Linked DNA regions of Ovis aries: region 1 is linked to region 2. A link is a contact called in public Hi-C data. All regions are on one chromosome and are shown on one strand. Each heading gives the region's core, a stretch centred on a gene start, on an enhancer-like site or on the middle of the called end of the contact. The rest is flanking DNA. Distances are from core to core; before and after follow the strand shown. Region 1 holds the start of ANAPC7 (anaphase promoting complex subunit 7). Region 2 has its middle 13 kb from the start of IFT81.

Region 1 (2,955 bases), core at 273-2,772, 250 kb after region 2:
CAGACATTGTGGCTTCTCCACTTACTAAATGTGTCAACTTGAACACCATGTTTCAACTTTGTGAGGTTGCAGGCACTTTCTTTGCACATCAACAGGCACACTACAGACTTCATTAGGTGTTAAGAAGAAGAATACAGAAAAAAGAATATAGAAAAGTTCCCATCACAAGAAAAATATTTTTCTGTAACTATGTGGGGTTGTTAGATGTTAGCTAGACTTACTATGGTGATCATTTCACAGTATATACAAATAACAAATCATCATATTGCACATCTGAAACTAACAAGTCAAAGATATCTCAAACAAACAAACAAAAAGTGATGTATAATATACAACAGGGTAAAGAGATAGAATGCTGAGGGCCAGGAACAATTCTGACGGCCAGACAAGAGTTCTCTAGGAAGGATATCTGAGTTGAAACCTAAAGGAGGGAGCTCTGAGTTGGACTCCAAGCAGAATGGTAAACGCAAAAGCCCTGAGCTGAGAAAGACCTTGGGGTGTTCAAGTAACAGAAGAGCATAACCAGGGAAGCGAATACAGAGAGCAGAGTAGGTAAGACTGAGTCGGAGAGAGCTCTTTGCCTTCATAGGCCGTGGGAAGAAATTTTCATTTAAACACAATGAAAAATTTAAGCAAAGGGGCAAGCAGTCAAGGCTAGAAATAACCCACCGCTTCATCCGCAATGTGTGCTAAGTCACTTTACTCGTGTCGGACTCTTTGCAATCCTATGGACTATCTGAAAACGTCAAAGGGTCACTGCGGGTCCTTAAAAACGCGCCACTCCCACCCACCCAGGAAGTCTCCCGTCTTCAGGTGTTTGCGCGAACGAGAAAGCAAATGCTACTGATACACTCAAGGGGAAAAGAAAAATCAACCTCAGACGTGGGACGAGGATCTAAAACTAAAAACGAAGTATTTTAATCAGGGGCCAGGACAAGGCTTCTTTGAGCCTGGGCGAGAGAAAACGTTCTTCGGGAAGAGAGGAGTCAGCCCAGAGATGTGACTGTCGCTCTGACCGGCGACAGTGCCTTAGCGAACCCTCTGCTTCCAACTTCCTGGAAATCTTAGCCAGGGTCATTCTCAGAGCCTCGGCCTTCATTTCTCCAAGCAGCCGCTCGCCGCATCTCCCGCAGGGAGCGCGTCCCAGCGCCCTGCACAACGCGGGGACCCGGCGAACTCAACTTGCGTTCCTAAGCCTGCTGCGCCCGACAAGGCCCTTGCTGACCTCGGAACCTCAGCCGGGAGCCCGCATCCGCTCCTTCCCGCCAATGCCCAGGCCCCCACAGTCCCCGCTCCCAAACCGGCGCCACTTTCTCCAGAGACCCAGGCCGCTCCCCGCCTCAACTCACGGGTTGTTATTACTCATTGTAAGTAACAAGCTGCTGAGGAGCCGCACGTTGGAATGCAGCCCCGCGGCCGCCATGTCTCGCACATGGTCTATCACATTCATTCTGCCCAGAAAGGCCGCAGATAGCGGCGGCGGCAGCGCGAAAAGCCGGCTGAAGCTCCTTGGGGAAGAGTCCAAAATGGCGGCCTCACCCGGGTCCATCGGGTCTACACGCGGCCCCGCCCCCAGAGTAATAGGCAACTACTTAAATGCCTGAGGAACAACAACGACAAAAAAACCTCCGTTCCTTCCGTGCCAAGTTCCCTGTGAGGTGGTACAATTTAGTTTGGGATTTTTTGGTTTGTTTTTAGCAAAAGTTACATCATTTTAAGTTGTAACCTTTCCTGAAGGCTTACAGCTGGCTGGGGACAAAAGGCACTTCAGGATCAACTGAAATTAGACTTAAAATTAATTAAAATGTATTAACATTTATCATAAATAAAAACTAATATTCTAGTAGGGTGCGGAGGGAAAATCTCCAACAGTTGGAATTAAATATCTTAATCAGGCGCCAGGGGCAGTCCTAACTGCTTTAACGGTCTCGCCCGAGCTCTAAGAGCCACGCCCCCTCCTCTCAGGTGTTGTGTCTGTAGTACCTGCGGGAGTCAGGCTTCGCTCTTTGGGGACCAAAGGGCGTTTTTTGACCCTGTGAAATTAGTCGTTAGCTCAGAGTGAATCAACAGCAGGTTGAGTTTTAGCCTATGAGTGCAGTGTTATCTTATTGTGATTTTAATTTGCCATTCTCTAGTGATTTGTGAAACTGAGCATGTTCTCATATGCTTCTTTGGTGAAGTATCTATATAGATCTTTTGTCTGGTTTTAGTCTTTTTTCTTTTTGCTGCCCCAAGAAACTTGTGGGATTTTAGTTTCCTGACCAGTGATTGAGACTGGGCCTTCATCAATGAGAATAGGGACTCCTAATCATTGGACCTCCAGGGAATTCCCAGGGTGTTCCTGGTCTTATTGTTCAGTTTGAAGGGTTCTTTGTGTATTTTGGATAGCACCTCTTTATCAGATTTTATCAGAAAATATTTTCTAGTCTGTGGCTTTTCTCAGTCTCTTGACCACTCCTATTGTATTCTCAGTAATAGCCCTGAAATAAGATGACCAACAATAATGGTCAGAAAAGAAACAGTGAAAATAGTTGGGAGTGGGGTTGAAGGAGAAAAACATTGCTTTATTGCTTTGCCAGGCAAAGGGGGACACAATGGGTTCCTGTCTGGAAAAACTGTGGATTTGATGAGGAATTTTATAACTATTCAAATGTAGGACTGCTGATAAGAACAGAATGTGTACTCCTTTAATCTGGTCTCACCTAATCTTAATGAGCGTCTTTGGTTCCTGGCCTCAGGTGGTTTTTTGCTATGAAGAACACTGACATCTTCCATTTGTTGGGTCTTAATTCTGGTCTCAGGACTTAATGAAGCTCAGGTTCTTGATGTCTCATGGTAGAATTCAGTGTGAGACAAAGTGATAGGCAAGAAGTGGATTTATTCAGAGAAAAACATTCCACAAAGTGTGGGGGCTACCTCAGAAGGTGAGAGCAACTGGCTACACACCAATATAAA
Region 2 (3,001 bases), core at 361-2,860:
TGCCTTCCCTCCCTCCCTTCCCCTCTATCCTTCATAGGCATAAATAAATAAATCCTCAGTATGTTTCTTGCTGATCTATGCCCATCTTAGCACCTGCTTCTCAGGGGATCTGCGCACAGATGACTTCCATTTTGTGAAATAAGCCAGTGAAGTCTACAATCATACAAATCCAGAGTCATCTGTTAGAACAAGGAAATAGGGTTTCGCACTGTAATGTTTAGGCCCATGGGCTTTGGAATCAGAATGATCAGGGTGTAAGCCCTACTCTCCAGTGGTATGACTTTAAGGAAGTTTTATAACCCACGCTGAGTCTCTATTTCCTCATTTGTTGAAAAAAGTGATTCTCAAAAAAAAAAAAAAAAAAGTGATTCTCAACCAGAAGTCATTTGTCCTCCAGGAATATCTGACAATGTCTAGAGGTGCTTTTTGGTTGTTAGAACTGGAGGAACTGGAGGTGGGTGAGTATTGATAATGACGTCTATTGGGTAGAGGCCATGCTAAGTCGCTTCAGTTGTGTCCAACTCTGTGCGACCCCATGGACTGCAGCCTGTCAGCTCCTCCATCCATAGGATTCTCCAGGCTAGAATACTACATTGGGTTGCTATGCCCACCTCCAGGGGAATCCTCCTGACCAGTGTCTCCTACATCTCCTACACTGGCAGGCAGGTTCTTTACCACTAGCGCTACCTGGAAAACCCTGGGTAGAGGCCAGGGATGTTGGTAAGTATCCTACAGTGTGCAGAGCAGTCTCCCCAACACACACACAGCAAAGAATAATCCAACCCAAAATGTCCATAGCTCTGAGGCTGAAAACCCTGTATACAATGGAGATGGTAATGGTAGCTAATTCTAAAAGCTGTTGTAAGGATCCAGTGGGATCATATGTTCAATATCTGTCATTTCTGTTCCCCCACTCCCTTGTAAACTCCACAATGGCAGGGACTGGATGATTTAAGATCAACATTTGGTATCACTAATGACTAGAACATGGAAGGTACTAAGTAAATTATTATGAATTAAAATGCTTATCAGATGAGTGCAGATCAATAAATGGTAACTGTTATTATTATTGATGTTATTATTTTTACAATTATCATCATCATCAACACTGTCTTTTCAGACCCTGGCTCAATGCATGGGGCATAACTGGTCCTCAGTATTTGTTGAATGAGTGAATGAATGAATGCATGAGAAATGAAGGGGTATTTACTCATTAACTGCTAATTTATGTGTTTTGGAGTGATATTGGAAACTCTTGGGAACCAAGCCCTGTCTTTTTTTTTTTTTTTTTCCCAAAGAGGAATTTCTGTTCGTCAAAGAAATTACTTGAGAGGACTGAGACCACAGCCAGCCAGAGTCACGGGCCTGACTCAAAGTCATGTAGAGTTTAGGACGCACATCTTGCTTGGCTTAGGCAAAAAAGGAAAACGGGCCAGGTTTTGTGCGAACTCGCTGTGAAACAAGAGCTGTTTTCAGGGCTCAGGAACACGCTCTGTCCCATGTTTAATTTCTTCCATCTGTCTGGTATCTGACCTCTGCTGCCCTCTAAGCCATTGCCACACATTGTCTGCGCACGTTCCCATATAAGGTGATCTCTCTATTTCTTTCTCTTCCTCTCTTCCCCTCGCCCTCTCTTTCTCAGGGTTGGGCTGCCGCAGCACTTCCTCCACCCTGCTCTCTCTCGGCCTTCCCTGGCAAGCTCTGCAGTGAGGATGGATGGCTGGAGAGCGGGAAGGGGCAGGGGGCTGCCAAGGAATGTGGCAGGTTTATTTTTGTTCGGGATGCATTCTTTGCCAGGCCTGCAGTCCCCAGCCACTTGGGGATGTCACATGCTGATAAGACAGTGGGGGGTGACTGAGACCTGCGGCTCAAATCTGCAACACCCCAGGTGTGAGACATCGTCACAGAATGGGGAGGGCAGGGAGTGGGGTAGGCAGGGACTCTGAGGTCATGGGACTTGCCTCTTCCCACTGCCCTGCGCCTGATTCCGGGAAAGAAGTCTAATCCTTCAGAGAAGCAATTGCAGGAATTGAGATCTGTAACCACGTAGGGCCATCTCTGGGCAAAACCCAACATCTGTGGCTGAGTGGAGAAGAGCCAGGTGTCAGGGTGAAATTATTAGCTGTGTGACCTTGGGTAAACTGACTGACTTCTCTGACTCTCAGTTTCCTTATCTGTCAAAACAATATCAACAAATCTACTCGATAGTATTCTAGCGTCATAGTGTAATGTAAACTTCATGTGGCAGCAATTATTATCCTGTTCACTGTTGTTTCACCAGCATACAGTAGGAGCTCAAGTGTATTAAACAAATTAAGTGACATAGTTCTTTTAAATGCTCAGCACCCAGTAAATGATAACTTATTATTATTCAACAACAGATGCTTCTTAAGCACCTGTCTAGACCCAGGCCTTGATAGGTACTGGGGATATAATGGTGAACAAGACAGACAAGGTCCCTGCCCTCAGAGAACTTATATTCTAATGGGAGAGATGTGTAGTAAAGTAAATTAAATTCTGAGAGTATAAAGTGCTATAGAAGATATTAAAAAAATGAATGTGGAAGAATGTGGAGTTTTAAAATATATATATTTATTTACTTGGCTGTGTCAGATCTTAGTTGTGGCATGAGGGCTTCTCTCTAGTTGTGGGGCATGTGTTCCAGAGTAGGTGGGCTCAGTAGTTGCAGTATGCAGGCCTCGTTGCCCCGTGGCATGAGGGATCTTAGTTCCCTGGCCAGGGATCAAACCCAAGTTGCCTGCACTGGAAGGCGGATTCTTAACCACTGGACCACCAGGGAAGTCCCAGAGTGTGTTTTTTAAAACCTTTTGACTGTGACTCACAGTAAGAAATATGTTTATTCTGTGACTCAGTGAACACACATGTACGTTTACTACGCTGAAATAAAACTTTCACATAAACTGTGGTAGATTGTCTGTGAAGATGTCTACCAGGAATCTGGCGAACATCATTCCTGGTATGCACATGCCACTCCTGAGTC

Evidence for each region. Hi-C and Micro-C count contacts between places; a contact is called where the count stands out from the background.
Region 1: a contact with region 2 is called in a Hi-C map of mixed tissues, with 5 times the contacts expected there. The contact joins the promoter of ANAPC7 here to the enhancer-like site in region 2. A contact is called at or near these places in 8 of 16 Hi-C or Micro-C datasets (blood, hypothalamus, liver and 3 more).

Annotation. Positions count from the first base shown.
Region 1 is chr17:54,338,968-54,341,922 of ARS-UI_Ramb_v3.0, forward strand. ANAPC7 (anaphase promoting complex subunit 7) reads right to left here and starts at 1,523. Exons shown (of 14, transcript XR_009597020.1): 1 at 1,350-1,523.
Region 2 is chr17:54,086,466-54,089,466 of ARS-UI_Ramb_v3.0, forward strand. No RefSeq gene overlaps it. Among named protein-coding and RNA genes, the nearest start is that of IFT81, 13 kb to the right of the region's middle. Within about 2 kb of position 1,611, at least 23 of the 54 cell types and tissues checked have an H3K27ac peak or open chromatin away from gene starts, as enhancers often do. A contact at or near this core is called in muscle and tail adipose tissue, where this site is marked.